Regions from separate parts of the Sus scrofa genome. Here region 2 is linked to region 1. A link is a contact called in public Hi-C data. All regions are on one chromosome and are shown on one strand. The core of a region is the stretch at or near the end of the contact, and the rest is flanking DNA. Distances in the headings are between cores, read along the strand shown.

Region 1 (3,895 bases), core at 661-3,160:
GGATCGAACCTGCAACATCATGGTTCCTAGTCGGATTCGTTAACCACTGAGCCACGACGGGAACTCCTGTTTTATTTTACCCTTAAAAAAATACTTTTCAGTAGCTCTTCCAATTAACTCTCCAGGTGATTCTGATGCCCACCGAGGCTGGAGAACCTGATCAGGTAGGTCTAGAGTGGAGCCCATGAACCTCTATTTCTTCAAGGTTCCAGGTGCTGCTGCTGCAGGTTTGAGAACCACACTTAGAGACTCACTGGCCTGAAACCTCTGATTTGTGGTTTGTCCTGAGCCACGCAGCTGCTTAAGACAGAACTAGGCCTCCAACACACTGTTTCTTCTTTTCACCCACAAACTACCCATCTGCTGTTCTTTTTAGGTTTGAGGCCCTTATGATGCTTTTAATTCCCACCTTCACCAAATATAAAAGGTATTTAAAAAAAAAAATACAGGGGTTCCCACTGTGGCCAGTGGGTTAAGGACCCTGAGTTGCCGAAGCTGTGGGGCAGGTTGTAGCTGCCTCTGGGATTTGATCCCTGGCCTGGGAACTTCCGTATACCACAGTGCAACGGAGGAAAAAAAAAAAAAAAATCCCCAAACCAACCCACACCCCAAAACCAGTTCAATATCTCAGAGTATGTCTATCTGCTCCAGACACCACTCAAACACGAGCTACGCACCAGCGCCCCGGGACCTCTAAGGCACCCTGTTCTTGTGTGAATCCGCTCTTCCCCAGGGGTCCCCCACCTGTGGTTCTGAGTTCTGTTGTGGCCTCTCGTGAAACCTGCCTCTAGGCTGAAGGTCGGAAACTTCTCTAAGGTGCAAAACGATCAGGGTTCTAGAGCCAGCCGCCCATCATTGGGCGGGTGTGCCCACTAGCCTGGGGATCTCGCAAAGGGTCGCCTTCCTTTCTAACCCGCTGCCGGCACGTCCCTTTCCCTCCACGCCTGAGAAGGGTCCATCTACACAGACAAGAAAGGGTAAAATCAGGGACTGAGGGAGGGGTGGGAGTGGAGACGGTAAAGTGGCAGCTCCCAGCTGGAGGGTGGGGACAATGCCTCTCCCCGTCTTGGGTCCCAGACTCCTCGGTGCTGCCTCTTGCTCCCTCCTCCATTGAGGTCCGGAACTCCCGAAGGCGAGTCTGCAAAGCAGCTCCTAACCTATTCCACTCCTTCCCCCGCGGGGCACTGCTCCTGTCCCCAGAGGGGGCGAGTGGGCCTGGGGATTGTCGGGGGATTCGTGGGGTCGGAGGACTCTGGGCCGCGGCGGAGGAGGAGGGGGGGGATGACAACCGCCCCTCCGGGATTAAGTCCCTAGCAGCCCAGGGTGGCGCCGGAAGCCCGCCGGTGTGGCCTGGGGAAAGGGGTGGTGCTCGTGGGTCCCTGCAAAGCGCCGCCGCTCGCGCGACCACGTAGTTAAAAGTCTTAGGTGGGCACACGGGCGGGGCTCTCCCTTGCGTGACCTCAACAACGATTTGCGGAGCCCGTGTCACCGATCGTCCTCCAGCTGCTCCCGGTTTTGCCGGTGCGCTCCACTCCTGCTTCCATATCTCGCTTTCAACCACAGGGGCCGGATCGGCGCGTCTCTGGTGGCGCAGCGCACTCCCCTGAGCTTCCTGCGCTCTGCCAGGCGCTGCCGCGCGGAGAGACCAGCTCCAGCCGTAGAACCAAGTAAGGCGCGGATCGGAGGTGGGCTCGCCCGGCCAGGGAGGGGCGCTCCGGGCCCGCGGCCCCGCGGCGCACCTGCCCCCTGGGCGGAGCGGGGCGGGGCGCGCCAGCGCGCAGGTCGCCGGCGCGGACGCTGGAGGGGGCTGTGGCTCTCCCGCTGTCCCCGCGGCTCGGGCTGCGAGGTTCCCGGGCGCCCCCCCCTGCCGAAGGGCCGGCCCAGGCCGGGGGAGGGGCGCGCCCGCCTTCACTTCCCGCTCGCCGGCCTGGACACGGCGGGGCCGGCGCGGGCGCAGGGCTGCGGGCACTCGGCTGGCGCGCGGGGCGGGGACGCGGCCGCCGCCCGCTTTGAGCCGCTGCTCCTCCCCAAGCGAGTGGCGCTCGGCCCGGCGTCGAGGCGGCCATGGCGACCCTGAGCCCGCTCCCCACCCACCCTGCCTGCTCCGCCCTCCCCTCCGCCCCGCGCCACCTTTGATGGCTCGGACCTCGGCCGGCCAGCGCCAGCCCTGCTTGCGCGTCCGCGCCGCCGCTGCCGCCGCCCGCGGGTATTAATAGCCGAGCGCCCCCGCCGCACGCGCAGCGGAGCCGCCGCGCCCTCGGCCGCCGGGGGCTCGGAGCTGCAGAGCCGGGAGGCCGGGAGTGGGAGCCGGAGCCGGAGCCGCCGGCGCCGTGGAGGTAGGAGGCGCGCGGCGAACAATGACCGCGCGGGGCGGGCGGGCGGCAACTTGGGCGCGAGTCGGGCGCCCGGAGCCGACCGACCGGGACGCGGGTGGAGGTGGTTGCGTGGCCCGCGGGTCCTGCCTGGAGGAGGTGGCGGCGGGGGGGATCGGGCTTCCCCTACCAAGGCGGGAGACTCGCCCGCCGGCCTCGGGGCAGCCCGGCAACAATAGCCGGAGCCCGGGGGCCTCGGGGCCCCGTACCGCCCTTTGCACCCTCCTCTTACCTCCCGGGACTCGGGCTGCCGGCTCCGCGCGCGTCCCCTCTCGCCTCCCCCGCCCCGCGGCGCCCTTCCCCCGCTTCCTCCCATCCCACCCGGCGCAGTGACAGCGCCGGACGCTGCTTCCGGACCTCCGGCCGCAATCTCGGCCCCCGAGGCCGACCGCGGGCCGGGAAGGTGGCCGTTTTCGCGGGTGCCCCCGCCTTCCCGGGTGCCCGCGGCTCGCCCACGCGCGGCGCGAGGAGCCTAGTGGGTGACAAAGAGGAACACACCCTCTGCCTAAGTTAGATTTTCCCCTCTTTACCGCCAGCCTTTATGGAGAGGAAAGTTGTTTTTTTTATTCCCTCTTTTTTTCTTCCTTTTCTTTTCCTTTTCTTAAAGCAAAGGACACAGATTTTTGTGGTGAGCATTTCAAAACAACTTCTGATTGTGGTTTTACGATTTAAGTTCCGGAAACTTTAGCTGTGTGATCCGGCCAGACCTTTGAGTGTGTGCGTGTGTGTGTGTGTTTTATTTGAAGGGAAAAAATGAGTTCCCCGTAGTCAGTCTGGATGTCGTTTATGGCCCTTAGAGCCCAGCTGGAGTCTGGGCAGGATCCCCCCGGAACGAGGGAGGCGAGGCTCACAAAGAAACGAGGACTGTGCTATCAGATCAGCCGCTGCGATGGGGAGAGATTGCCTTTCATCTGGAAGAGTTTAGCCGGCTCAGCCTGCCTCTGATCCTTCTGGAGTACACTGGTGGCCTCTGGCTGTTTCATTTTATCATTGTTGTTCGTGTCTTTCTTGTTAGTTTCCCAGGTTTGACTTGCGCGCAGCCCCGCCCTGAGCCCTGGCTTTTGAGGAGCCCATCGCCCCTGCCTAGGAGGCAGTGTCTCCAGCAGAGCCAAACCCCAGCCTAGCAGTGGGTTAGGTTTAATGCCCTTTGCACGTGGTGACCTGGCCGAGCCCATTTCAGAACCTCTTCCGGCATTGCCTTGCTTTTCTTACTCAGTCTAAACAGGACAGAAAGGAGAAAGAAAGGCCTTTTTTGGTCCTGAGAGCTTTGGGATATTTGCCTTAAAAATTGCCCTCATTGTTGTGATCAAGCGAGGCTCTTCTGAAGTCTGCCTTGGCTTTCTTCCCACATTCCACAGCCTCCTGGCTGGGGGTTTACCCTCAGCCTTGCGAAGGGTTGGTGTTCCGGGTCTGACAGTTTCTGACCATGCACTTGATGTGGGCTCAGCATCCACATGACTCACTTTGTATTCCTGCAGCATCGTTCTGCAGCAAGGCACCAATATTGGAGTTACTCCAAGCAC
Region 2 (3,895 bases), core at 876-3,375, 680 kb after region 1:
GCATGAGGCGGTTTGACACCTTCATTCTTACCCAGGCAAGAAGGAGAAGAGCCACAGCCCTTGTTAGACTTGTCAGCAGTCAGGTGAAGAAAACGGAAAAGTGGTCTGGGTTAGCAATCAAACAGCTGACTCCCTGCGTGTACCACCACCAGAGCAGGTGAAACAGGAGCCCAGCGCTGGCGTGAGCCCTGTCCCCGCGCCGGAGCCAGCCGGCCCCCTCACTGTGTTACTCTGGGGCAGAGGAGGGCATGCACGGACTGTCACCGGGCAACATGCTGTCGGGGGCTCAAAGGGACACAGTGAGGAGGCACAGTGTTCGCGGGACGGCGCCCCCTCGGAGGGCAGACACTGACAACGCTCAATCATCATTCGGGATCTTTTTCACATGCAGTAGAGACCATGGCAATTTTCTATAAAACAGGACACGTCTTCCCACTGTGCACACTGCAAAGTAACACACCCTCCAGCCCCGCCTTCCCACGTCCGGCTCTTGTGAAGCAGTCCCAGGAAGCGTACTTTTCCAGGCAAGTGTGTACAGGGTGCTCAGCAGGTCAGAAAGTTCTCCTTAAACGCATCAAATGCATTGCCATTGAAAAAAGAAGTCACCTGTTTCACGAAACCCACTTCCAGAACAGTCTGCTGGGGCAGACATCTTCAGCCTCTCACACCCACCACGCTCGGCTCTGAGGCATTTGATTCTATTTGCACAACTTTTCCTAAATGCCACCTTGTGATGAAGGTGACAGTTACTGAGTTACTGCAAGAGGGCGTGAAGCTCCCTCAGCACAGTGTCTGCGACAAGTGTACCGTCTGCCCGTCTTGACGGGCCAAAGTCAGAAGGAAGGAGGGGACGGCATAAGGACACCTTGTACACACTTGCTTTGGGGCCTCAAAACACTCAAATGCAAAAATTACTGTTACGATTTAAAAAATTCAGAGATAAAAGACAAAAAAAAATTCAGAGTTAAGATTAGAAAATGCTAAGCGCCACCGCATTTCAATTAAACATAGGAAATATTAATAGGAAGAACGTGTAAAACAATATCTCTACATTTGCTCTTTAAAGGAAAACATACTTTTATTTAACATAAACACAATCCTGAACATTTCTCAAATATCTCAAGAAAAGAACCATGTGAACATAAAAAGCAGAACCTTGACACTCAAATAGAAAGTTTATTAAAAACCTCTTCCCTATTTCATTGCTATAAGACAGAATTAGAGATAAGAGAAAAACTTCAGTAACAACTAAGTTCTAAAGTTTTTCTTAAAACATAAAATGCATTTACTTCTAATTAAACTTTAAAAACAATAGCAATAGAAAAATAGTATACACAGACCAAGACCCCATGAATACATTTGCACAGAAAACACAACACCAAAGGAAACAAACACACACACACTGAATGGTGACAGGGTGGGAGCAAGGACCCTGGTGACAATGAGATGTGCTCTGAGGAAATACCTGCAGAGGTGGCTTGCCCCCAGCAGGAGAGTCCAGCTCTCATCAAGCTCAGCGCAAAACTGAGAGTCTGGGCTGGGGCAGGGCGGGGAGGGTCCATGATACTCAGCCAAGAGTTCTGGTCGTATATCAACACAGGGCACAGACAGCTCATTTAGAAACAGAGGGGGAAAGGCTCAATTTTAGAGACTTTTTTGGGGGAAGTCCAAATACATCCGAGATGGACTGAAAACATTCTTTTCTTAAGAACGATGGAAAGTAGTTGATGAGAAATGAGCCCCTTCGTAGCTGGGAAGCAGGATGGTCAAAAAGGATCTTCGGAAGCGAAATGGGGGAGGAATCACTGAGGAAGGAAAAAGAAAAAGAAAGAGGGAGAGGACACAGCCAGAGGAATGGGAGGGGAGAAAGAGCAGACAGAAGGACCGGAGCACGAGGGAGAATTTGGAAGGAAGTGCAGAAGTGCAGCAACAGGTCACGGAGGAAAATCTTTCCAAGAGATGCGCCTGAGATGGAACGAGACAGCAGGAACGTAGGAACGCAGGCAAGATGCCACCAGGCTTCCTGGCAGCAGTCCAAAGACCTGCCAGCTGTCTTCATGGCTGTTTATGAGGATTCCAACCGCCAATCACCACAGACAACAATTCCCACACTTTCAGATCAAGCAAGACAGAGAAGGGCACGAGACCTCAAACTCAAACCCCCACGGTACCTGGCGATGTAGCGCTTCCCCATGTACTGGAACTGGTGCAGGCAGACTCTGCGGACGGGAGGGAAGACTGTCAGGGGGGCGTGGAGATTAAAACACCTTCTGACGCCTGGCTCTCCTGAAGCCCATCAGTTCAGTAACAGTAACACATTCAGTAAGCTCTTACATCTACGGCTAGCCCCTCACGCCTGCTTTTCAGAAGTCCTCTAGAAGGTCCCTCTAAACCCAGAGAAACAGATCAAACGCAGGGGAGGCCCCAGACTGTGCTGCCATTAGTAGCACGGGGGATGGTCTGAGCGACACAGAAGAGAGGCCCAAGGTGGACAGGGTGGGCCGTCAGCTTAGGGCTTGGACGTTCACTCTACGTTTGCCCTCGAAGTCACAGGGAAACCACGTGCCCTGTTCTCAGCTGCTTCTTCCTTCTCCACAAGGAGCTTTCCCTCTTTCTCTTTTATTTTTTTAGGGCACCACCTGGGGCATATGGAAGTTCCCAGGCTAGGGGTCAAATTGGAGCTGTTGCTGCCAGCTTGCACCACAGCTCACGGCAATGCCAGATCCTTAACCCACTGAGCAAGGCCAGGGATCGAACCTGTGCCATGGATACTGGTCGGGTTCATTACTACTGAGCCACAACAGGAACTCAGAGCTTTCTCTTTTGATTTAAGTAAATGGACTGGTCCCTTACAGACATCAAATAGGTAGTTTCTAAACTTTATTTTACTATATCCATGACACTGATTTTTAAAAAATCACATATTAATAAGTTAAAATAATGTCTAGTAAGTTCTTCTGGGGCTAAATCTCATCTCACACATGACAACTCCCACTGTTCACACATCAGAGGAAGAAGCCAGGAGACAGTGAACCTGGACCACGACTCCAACACACACAAAGCTCTGAAAGCCATAGCTTTCCACCCAAATTTGTACAAATACATTTGGTAGAAAACTGTGCCCTCAACTAACAGACATAAAACTACTGAGTCATGATTTAACCAATTACTGTGAACAATCATAGGACCGCAGAGATCATTTCTTACTGAAGAAACAGTAACGTGTTTGAATGTGGGGTGCTGCTTGAGACCATGTTGGGGTGTTACAGAATATACTCTCTAGGTAAACATCTTAAAAATCCAAAAAAAAAAATTTCTGGGAGTTCCCGTCGTGGCGCAGTGGTTGACGAATCCGACTAGGAACCATGAGGTGGCAGGTTTGGTCCCTGCCCTCGCTCAGTGGGTTAACGATCCGGCGTTGCCGTGAGCTGTGGTGTAGGTTGCAGACGCGGCTCGGATCCCGCGTTGCTGTGGCTCTGGCGTAGGCTGGTGGCTACAACTCCGATTCGACCCCTAGCCTGGGAACCTCCATATGCCGAGGGAGCGGCCCTAGAAATGGCAAAAAGACCAAAAAAAAAATTTCTGGATTTGGAAAATCACCCGCCCCATCACTTTTGGACAAGGGGTTATAGATTCCATGTTTTTTAAAAGTAAAAAGCTTAAATGAAAACAGAAACCAAAGAGATAAAATAATATAGACCATATTTAAGATTTCTTTTTTTACTTATTATATATTTTTATTTTTAAAAATGTGTTTTTTGCTTTTATGGCTGCGCCTGTGGCATATGTAAGTTCCCGGGCTAGGGGTCAAATTGGAGCTGCAGCTGCCAGGCTACACCACAGCCACAGCAATACCGGATCCAAGCTGCATCTGCGAGCTATGCTGCAGCTCATA

What was found. Hi-C and Micro-C count contacts between places; a contact is called where the count stands out from the background.
Region 2: a contact with region 1 is called in a Hi-C map of fetal skeletal muscle, with 2.5 times the contacts expected there. The contact joins the enhancer-like site here to the promoter of FARP1 in region 1. A contact is called at or near these places in 1 of 5 promoter capture datasets (liver) and 5 of 47 Hi-C or Micro-C datasets (embryonic fibroblasts, fetal heart ventricle, fetal skeletal muscle and 2 more).

Annotation. Positions count from the first base shown.
Region 1 is chr11:67,142,712-67,146,606 of Sscrofa11.1, forward strand. FARP1 (FERM, RhoGEF and pleckstrin domain-containing protein 1) reads left to right here and starts at 1,911. Exons shown (of 27, transcript XM_021065374.1): 1 at 1,911-2,336.
Region 2 is chr11:67,817,771-67,821,665 of Sscrofa11.1, forward strand. It overlaps DOCK9 (dedicator of cytokinesis protein 9), which reads right to left. Exons shown (of 53, transcript XM_021065834.1): 37 at 2,172-2,219. Among named protein-coding and RNA genes, the nearest start is that of SLC15A1, 130 kb to the left of the region's middle. Within about 2 kb of position 2,126, at least 4 of the 83 cell types and tissues checked have an H3K27ac peak or open chromatin away from gene starts, as enhancers often do. A contact at or near this core is called in fetal skeletal muscle, where this site is marked.